Regions from separate parts of the Macaca mulatta genome. Here region 2 is linked to region 1. The links are chromatin contacts, called in public Hi-C maps. All regions are on one chromosome and are shown on one strand. The core of a region is the stretch at or near the end of the contact, and the rest is flanking DNA. Distances in the headings are between cores, read along the strand shown. Region 1 holds the start of MEIOB (meiosis specific with OB-fold). Region 2 holds the start of HS3ST6 (heparan sulfate-glucosamine 3-sulfotransferase 6).

Evidence for each region. A called contact is a pair of places that touch in the nucleus more often than the background predicts.
Region 2: a contact with region 1 is called in a Hi-C map of liver, with 2.4 times the contacts expected there. The contact joins the promoter of HS3ST6 here to the promoter of MEIOB in region 1. A contact is called at or near these places in 6 of 14 Hi-C or Micro-C datasets (CD4 T cells, blood, fetal cortex germinal zone and 3 more).

Annotation. Positions count from the first base shown.
Region 1 is chr20:3,101,510-3,105,493 of T2T-MMU8v2.0, reverse strand. MEIOB (meiosis specific with OB-fold) reads left to right here and starts at 2,715. Exons shown (of 14, transcript NM_001193903.2): 1 at 2,715-2,894.
Region 2 is chr20:3,140,585-3,144,882 of T2T-MMU8v2.0, reverse strand. It overlaps HS3ST6 (heparan sulfate-glucosamine 3-sulfotransferase 6), which reads left to right and starts at 1,342. Exons shown (of 2, transcript XM_015125329.3): 1 at 1,342-1,833. The coding sequence starts at 1,445.

The DNA of each region.
Region 1 (3,984 bases), core at 1,466-3,965:
TCTATTCTATTAGGCTTATGTTTTGAAGCGTCATGGCTTATGAGAAGCCTGTTGTGTCCTGACGAGGCTGACACTGTTTGCTTAACCTTATGTAGCTTTCTGTAAAAATTAATTTACTAAAACGTGACAAAATTTTAAAAAATTTAAAATATTATTGCTTCACTGAGGCTCAAATGAAAAATGCATGAAAACAATTTTTATATTTTTTTCCTCTCCTTTAAGATGGACTTAAAATGCTAGTTTATTTTATTTTGTTAATTTTTAGTTTTTTGAGTGTCTCTCTGTCTCCCAGGCTGGAGTGCAGTGGCCCGATCTCCGCTCTCTGCAACCTCTGCCTCCAGGACTCAAGCAATTCTCCTGCCTCAGCCTCCCGAGTAGTTGGGACTACAGGCGCACGCCACCACGCCTGGCTAATTTTTTGTATTTTAGTAGAGATGGGGTTTCACCGTGTTGCCCAGGCAGGTTGCCGACTCCTGAGCTCAGGCAATCCACCCACCTTGGTCTCCCAAAGTGTTGGGATTACAGGCATGAGCCACTGTCCCTGGCCACTAGTTTATTCTTTTGGAAAGATAAAGATATCTTCTTCTTCTTGTTTTTTTTGAGACGGAGTCTCACTCTGTCACCCAGGCTGGAGTGCAGTGGCGCGATCTTGGCTCACTGCAACCTCGGTCCCCTGGGTTCACGCCATTCTCCTGCCTCAGCCTCCTGAGTAGCTGGGACTACAGGCGCCCGCCATCTCGCCCGGCTAATTTTTTGTTTTCGTATTTTCAGTAGAGACGGGGTTTCACCGTGTTAGCCAGGATGGTCTTGATATCTTGACCTCGTGATCCGCCCACCTCGGCCTCCCAAAGTACTGGGATTACAGGCATGAGCCACCACGCCCGGCCTTATTTTTTTTTTTTGGAGACAGGGTCTCGCTCTGTCACCCAGGCTGGAGTGCAGTGGTGCGATCTTGGCTCACTGCAAGCTCTGCCTCCCGGGTTCACGCCATTCTCCTGCCTCAGCCTCCCGAGTAGCTGGGATTACAGGCTCCTACCACTACGCCCAGCTAATTTTTGTATTTTTAGTAGAGATGGGGTTTCACCACATTGGGCCAGTCTGGTCTCGAATGCCTGACCTCAGATAATCTGCCCTCCTCGGCCTCCCAAAGTGCTGGGATTACAGGCACGAGTCACTGCGACCCGCCAAAACTATGTTCTTTTAAAGGCAGAGACTGGAAAGGAATAGGGACGATTTAAAAACCCAACTCTTCCCATTATATTTGAAATGGTGAAAAGCAGGTACCTTATTTTGCTTCCCAGTATTATTTAGGAAATTTTTTAAAAATGAGGAAAAGAAAAATTGTATTTTAATAATAACATAAAACTTGGTTCTGCAGTTGCATTTTTCTTTTATGTTTGTGTTATATGTACCAAAGTTGTTCTTCTCTTTTTAAACAATGCTACATGTGGACAGTAGTAGGTGACAAATTTAATAGACTTAGTTTTTGGATCTTACTTGCCCTGGGTTGGTACTCTTAAAAATTAGTATAAGTCATTAGACTAAAAATATTTTTTCCTTTTATTTTCTAGTCAGTCTCTGCTTATCCAGACTAAAAAGAGTTTCAGATATTTAGATTTCTAAATAGAAGTAATTAAAAACATGAAGAGCTGAGAAAATTTTCGTCAGATTCACCTAAGTCCAATCCTTAGCATATCTAATTATATACACACTTTTCATACATAGATATACACATCTATGGGTATTTTCTTGATGTAATACATGCCAAATCTATCATTCGATGTAGATATATCTTATTAATTTATTTACTCTTACTCTTGCCCAGGCTGGAGTGCAGCAGCACCATCATAGCTCACCGCAGCCTCGCTCCTGGGCTCAAGCGATTCTCCCCCGTCAGCTTCCCAGTAGCTGGGACTACAGGCATGGACCATCATGCCTGGCTAATTTTTTTTTTTTTTTTTGAAACAGAGTCTCACTCTGTTGCCCAGGCTGGAGTGCAGTAGTACAATCTCGGCTCACTGCAACCTCCCTCTCGTGGGTTCACGCGACCTCTCCTGGGTTCAAGCGATTTTCACACCTCAGCCTCCTGAGTAGCTGGGACTACTCGGGTGGGCGGGCGGCGCCACAGGACAACGAGGCACTCACCACCACGCCTGGCTAATTTCTTTTGTATTTTTAGTAAAGATGGGGTTTCACCAAGTTGGCCAGGCTGGTCTTGAACTCCTGAGCTCAAGTGATCCGCCCACCTCGGCCTCCCCAAGTGCTGGCATTACAGGTGTGAGCCACCGCGCCCGCCCTTGATAATATTATAGATAGATAGATATGTCTATTTTTTTCCGGCGCACCGTCTTTGGAATCGAGCGACCACAGAGCCACACGCGGCTCTGAACCTGCTGCTGTCCTGCCCCTTTGACTCCCGCGTTGGAAGAAACGGCAGCTGGGCTCCCCTCCCCCGAGGGCAGAGTCGGAGCGCAGCGGGGGCGGAGTCAGTGCGCGGTGGGGGCGGAGTCGGAGCGCGGCGGGGGCGGAGTCGGTGCGCCGTGGGGGCGGAGTAGGAGCGCGGCGCGGGCGGAGTCGGTGCGCGGTGGGGGCGGAGTCGGAGCGCGGCGGGGGCGGAGTCGGTGCGCGGCGGGGGCGGAGTCGGAGCGCGACGGGGGCGGAGTCGGAGCGCGGCGCGGGCGGAGTCGGAGCGCGGCGCGGGCGGAGTCGCTGAGGACGGGGCGGGGCCTCGTGCTAACGGTCGCGCGCCCGTCGCACCTGCACGAGGCTGTGGCCCGAGCATCCTGTGGAGAAGCCGCGAAGCGCCGGCGACCCGGGGGTCGGGCGGGCCTGGTCCGCGAAGCTGCGGCTGCCTCTGTGCAGGCCCGGGGAGCAGCCGGCCGGGCGAGCGTCGGGTGAGCAGCGGCGTGGACCGCGTGGTGGCGACGCCGGCCCGGCCTCCAGCTGTGAGGCGGCGTCGGAGGAAGGGAGCCCGCGCGGGTCAGGGCCCGGCTTTGGGCCGGCGGACGCCCCGAGGGAGCGGCGGGCGCGCGCGTGAGGGGAGGGGGCGGGCGGAGCCGCGCCGCGTGTGGGGTACGTGCCTGCGCCCCACGCGGAGTCCGGTCCCCGCCGCATCCTCGGCTCACCGCGGGGTTGGCGGGGGCGGGTTGTCCTGTGGCGCCGCCCGCCCTCCCAGCGCCTCCCGCGGCCTCCGCAGCTTTGCCTTTCCCGGGGCTTATCGAGGCCGGTGCCGGAGGACACGCGGGAAAGCCCCTCGCGGAGCTGAGAGCCTCTGACTTGTGGGTCCGACTTTGAGTTTTCCAAGCCGCGACCTGTAAGTTGAAAAGTGCAGCGGTGGCTCACGCCTGTTATCCCAGCACTTTGGGAGGCCGAGGCGGGTGGATCACCTGAGGTCGGGGGTTCGAGACCAGCCTGACCAACATGGAGAAACCCCGTCTCTACTAAAAATACAAAACTAGTCGAGCGTGGTGGTGGGTGCCTGTCGTCCCAGCTACTCGGGAGGCTGAGGCAGGAGAATCGCTGGAACCCGGGAGGCGGAGGTTGCGATGAGCCGAGATCGCACCACTGCACTCCAGCCCAGGCGACAGTGACACTCCATCACAGACACACACACACGCACACAAAACCGGGCGCGGTGGCTCACCCCTGTAATCCTTTGGGATTACTTCAGCTTTGGGAGGCCGACGTGACCAGCCTGGCCAACATGGTGAAACCCCATCTCTACAAAAAATACAAAAATTAGCCGGGCGTGGTGGCGCGCTCCTGTAATCCTAGCTACTTGGGAGACTGAGACAGGAGAATTGCTTCAACTCAGGAGGCAGAGGTTGCAGTGAGCCAAGATCACGCCATTGCACTTCAGCCCGGGCGACAGAAAAAAAAAAAAGTGCAGATGTCTGCTGGGTACTGTGGCTTATGCCGGTCATCCCAGTGCTTTGGGAGGCCGAGGTGGGAGGATCACCTGAGGTGAGGATTTGGAGACCAGCC
Region 2 (4,298 bases), core at 93-2,592, 41 kb before region 1:
AGCCCCGTGTGGCCGCCTCTGGCCAGGGCTGCTGCTGGGAACGTGTGTGGGTAGTGGAGGCCCTCTACCTCTTGAGGCAGCCCGGCTGCTGGGACTTGTCCAGATGCTGTCAGGGCCGGAACATCTCATTAATGAGCAGAGTCCAGGACAGGGGTTGCAAGCCCTTGGGTGGGAAGAGGCTGGGCCTCTGTGGGGAGCCTGTGCCAGCCTGGTGCCAGCCCTGTGGCCAGGAAGGCTGAGGCAGAGGCGGAGAGAGGACCCGGGTCTCATGCCACCTTTGCCTTGGGATGGGGCAAGTTGCTCGCCCTCTCTGAGCCCAGCTCGCCTCCCCTGCCTTCCCTGCAGGCTGTTGCTGGGCGTTGCAGGTGTGGAGTTCCCGCAGTGTCCAGTGCCTCACAGATCCCAGCGGGGAGGCCCCTGAATCTCATGCCCCTCAGAGGCAGCCCCTGGGGAGGTCCTGAGCTCTTTCTCTTCCCCAGCACAGGGCTCCCTGAGTCCTTCACACCTCTAGTGGGGTCCACTTTGCCACCTTCCGAAATGCATCACTGATGTCTCAGGGTAGTGCCAGGTGGACTAAGGTTGGGCAGATGGGGTGACTTAGTAGACAGAGTATGTCTCAGGCCTGAATTCAGTTCACCACTGGGCCCCTGGGAGGGAGGCCTGTTTTCTCTGAGCCTGTTGCCTCCATTCTAAAACAGTCACCAGAGGTGACTTGACCTCTCAGCCGGGCTGTGACCCTGATGTGTGGCAAGGCTGACTGTCAGCTGGGAGTGCAGGACGCACGCCATTCCCGGCCGCAGACTCCCCCCACACGTTCTGGGACCCCTCTCTGCATACTAGGGTGCTGGCCTGGCCTCCTTCTCCCTTGGCAGGTGGAGTGCCGGAATCGACGCGCTTCCTCGGTCCCCTTGGCCTGGCGATGAGGCTCCGGTTCCTGCCGGCCAAGGCTCGGCCTATGCACCTGCCGCGCACGTCCCAGAGTTGGGGCGGCAGAGGGAATCGGCCTTCAAACAGAGGGTCCCCAGGCCTGCGCGCCGCCCTGTCCCTGCCCTGCGTCCCGAACCGCCACGGCCGCCGCATCCTCCCCGCGCAGGGGTGAAGACGCCGGAGTCAAGCGAGCCGGGGCCCGGGATTTCGGAGCAGGAGCATCCTGGTTGTCCCAGCAGTTCGAGTCGCGCCCGGGTGGTGGCGGTTGCCGGCGGGTCCCAGCCCAGGCAGTGGCCTCGGAGGGGGAGTGGGGAGGAGGGGAGGGGAAGCGGGAAGGGGGAGGGCGTCCCGACTCCGCCCCCGGCCCCGGCCCCGCCTCCGCCTCGCGCCCGCTCCCAGGCTGCGGGACGGCGGGGCGCAGAGCAGAAGCCAGGCACCCACGGGCTGGGCGGCACGCGGGCCGAGATGCGCGCCCGCCTGCCGCCCCCGCTCCCAGGCTTGGGAGCGGCGCGACCCGATGGCAGGTAGCAGCGGCCTGGGCGGCGGGGCCGGGCAAGGGGCCGCTCTGCGGGCATCCCGCGCGCCGCTGCTGCTCGTGGCCCTCGTGCTCGGCGCCTACTGCCTCCGCGTCCTCCCCGGCCGCTGCCCGCCGGCCGCCCGCACCCTCGCACCGGCCCCCTCGCCCTCCGAGCCGCCCAGCTCGGTCCGCCGCCCGGGAGCACCTGATCTGCCCGTGGCCAGCGGTCCCGGCCGCCGGCGCTTCCCACAGGCGCTCATCGTGGGCGTGAAGAAGGGCGGCACGCGCGCCCTGCTGGAGTTCCTGCGGCTGCACCCCGACGTCCGCGCGCTCGGCTCTGAGCCCCACTTCTTTGACAGGTGCTACGAGCGTGGCCTCGCCTGGTACCGGTGAGCACCCTGGCCTGTCCGCCCTGACCGGCACCTTCCCGGGGAGGGCATCGTGCGCCCCAGGGAGCAGCGGGGCGAGGTTTCCGGGCAGTGGGGTTGGGACCGCCCTGTGGGGGGCCCAGGCCTGAGCTGGGGTCGTGGCTCCGGAAGAAGGAATGATACCTAGTTAGGATTCCTTGAAACTTTGAAAACTTTGGGGAAAGCCCTGGTTCCGTTCGCTCTGCTGAGGGACCCAGCAGGACTGGGGGAGGCGGTGCCATCCCAGCCCGGAGGTCGTTTCCAGCCCGTGGGATTACCTGGCAGCGTTAGAAATGCCTCTCCCGCCCTGTCACTCTGGGCAAGGAGGTGTGACTCTCTGACCGCTGGCCAGGTGCCGTAGAAAGGGGCCTCTAGGTTCCAGGCAGCCACCTAGAAAGCGTCCTTCCTCCCCAAGACCCCCGAGTCTGGGCAGTGGAATCCTTCTTGGTGGTCCTGGGAGTCCGGAGAAAGTCTGGGCTTTGGAAAGGAGGAGACTGCCTTTCCAGGAGTGCCCAGGGTGAGTCCAGCCGCATGCATGGGGCTCTGTGGCTGTCCTGCCTCTACCCATGATGGACATGGGGTGTGGCAGTGGAATGTGGGGAGCACGAAGCCCCAGCTGAAGCAGCCTGCGCTGGTGGCTGCTCATCCCCGAGCTTTGACCGAGCCCCTGCCGAGAGGACCCTGCCCAAGGCCACCTGGGGAGTCAGTTGGGGCGGCAGGACCCAGACACTTCTCCAGGTGCCCCAGTTTCTCCGTTCCTGATCCTCTGATCCTCTTCCTCCCCTCACGCCTACCCCTATTTGTTAACTTTGCCTTTTGTACTAAAACTCTTGGGTTTGGAGGGCAGGCAGGGAGGGGCTCTGTGAGAGGAGAGGGGCTCGCTTCTGAGATCTGAAGGGCTGGTGCCAGCGTGGGGTGCTGGGGAAGTCAGGTGGTGGCTAGGGGACGTGGAGTCCATCCTGGGGCTCACCTGGCTGAATCAGGCATCCTCAGCTCAGGCTCCAGGGAGAGACCTCACTCTCCTGACAGCAGGCAGGGGTCAGAATGCATCCCTAATCCCTGCTGCAGGGAGGAGGGGAGGAGGGGCTGCCAAGCTAGAAGTGGGGGAGGAGCGGAGGGGCGGGAGGGAGAAGGGGAGAAGGGGCTTTGGGTTGAGAATGTGCAGTTAAGTGGAGTAAACAACTTCAGAGCCACCCCTGACCCCATGAGCTTTGACAAGAGACTGGGGTGGGATCTGAGCTGGGCTGTGAGGAGCCCCAGGGGAAGCTAGGGTTGGGTTTAGTCCTAGAGGGTTCTGGAAGAGCCCAGGTTCCTGAGGCCAGTCCAGGCCCACCCTGGGCATGTGTCCAGCCCTGGGGGACCAGTCTGGGGAGGATGAGAGGCAGCCAAGGCCAGGCCCAGCCTGGGGGTCAGCTCTTTAGCCCTGGCGGTGGGGTTCCAGGGACACTGACATGCCCGGGGTTGGAGGGGGGCTTACAGGAGAGTGACTGCTCTGGTAGACTCTTGACTTCCTCGTGTTTTAGAAGGGGAAGGGGTGAGTATGGAGAATTCCAAGGGTCAGGTCCTGTGGCCTCTGGGGTTTTCCCTTGGACCAGCCATGCTGACCCCTCACTGGGCAGTGCAGAGCCAGTAGAGCTGGGCCCGCTGAGCTTCCAGACTACAGGTGTCCTTGTGCTGTCCGAGGAGGCATGGCCATGTGGGGCTGGTGTGCCCCTAGGTGCCTGTGCCTCCATCCTTTCAGCCTGCTACGAGCCTGCAGTGAGCCTCTGCAAGTTCGCACCCTGTCTTAGTTTCCCCAACTGCAAGGCAGCATTATCTGCTCTTCAGACCCTGGGCTGGGCCCCCAGTGCCTGCAAGCTCTGTTCTGGGTGCTGGCTGTGGGGAGGTGAGCAGAGAGGAGTAGCCAGGGCCCCCACTTGAGTCTCTGGGCCACTGCTCCCACTGGGCTGTGACCGACCTAGTTCCAGGCGGTGACCTCGCCTTCCTGTGGCCTCGGCAGGTGGGTCCTGGGTTGACTTTGGCCATAGGCCTTCCTTCCCACCTCTGCACCTCAGTCAGCTCATCCAGGCTCTTGAGGGGCCTCCCATTTGGGGATTGTAGCCCACAAGTGCCCCCGAGCTCAGCACATGCTTAGCTGTTCACCCACTAGTAAAGCACCTGTGTCTGCCAGGTGCGGGGTTCACGCAGACTCCCCAAGGTCTCCGTCTGCGAAGGGTGCCCTGTCTGGGGGCAAATGGGGGCTGTACTTTGACCGTAATGTTTTAGAAAAGCAAGAGGAGGGTCGGGCACAGTGGCTCATGCCTGTAATCCCAGCAATTTGGGAGGCTGAGGCAGGTGGATTACCTGAGGTCAGGAGTTTGAGACCAGCCTGGCTAATGTCGTGAAACCCTATCTCTACTAAAAATACAAAAATTAGCCAGGCATAGTGGTGGGTGCCTGTAATCCCA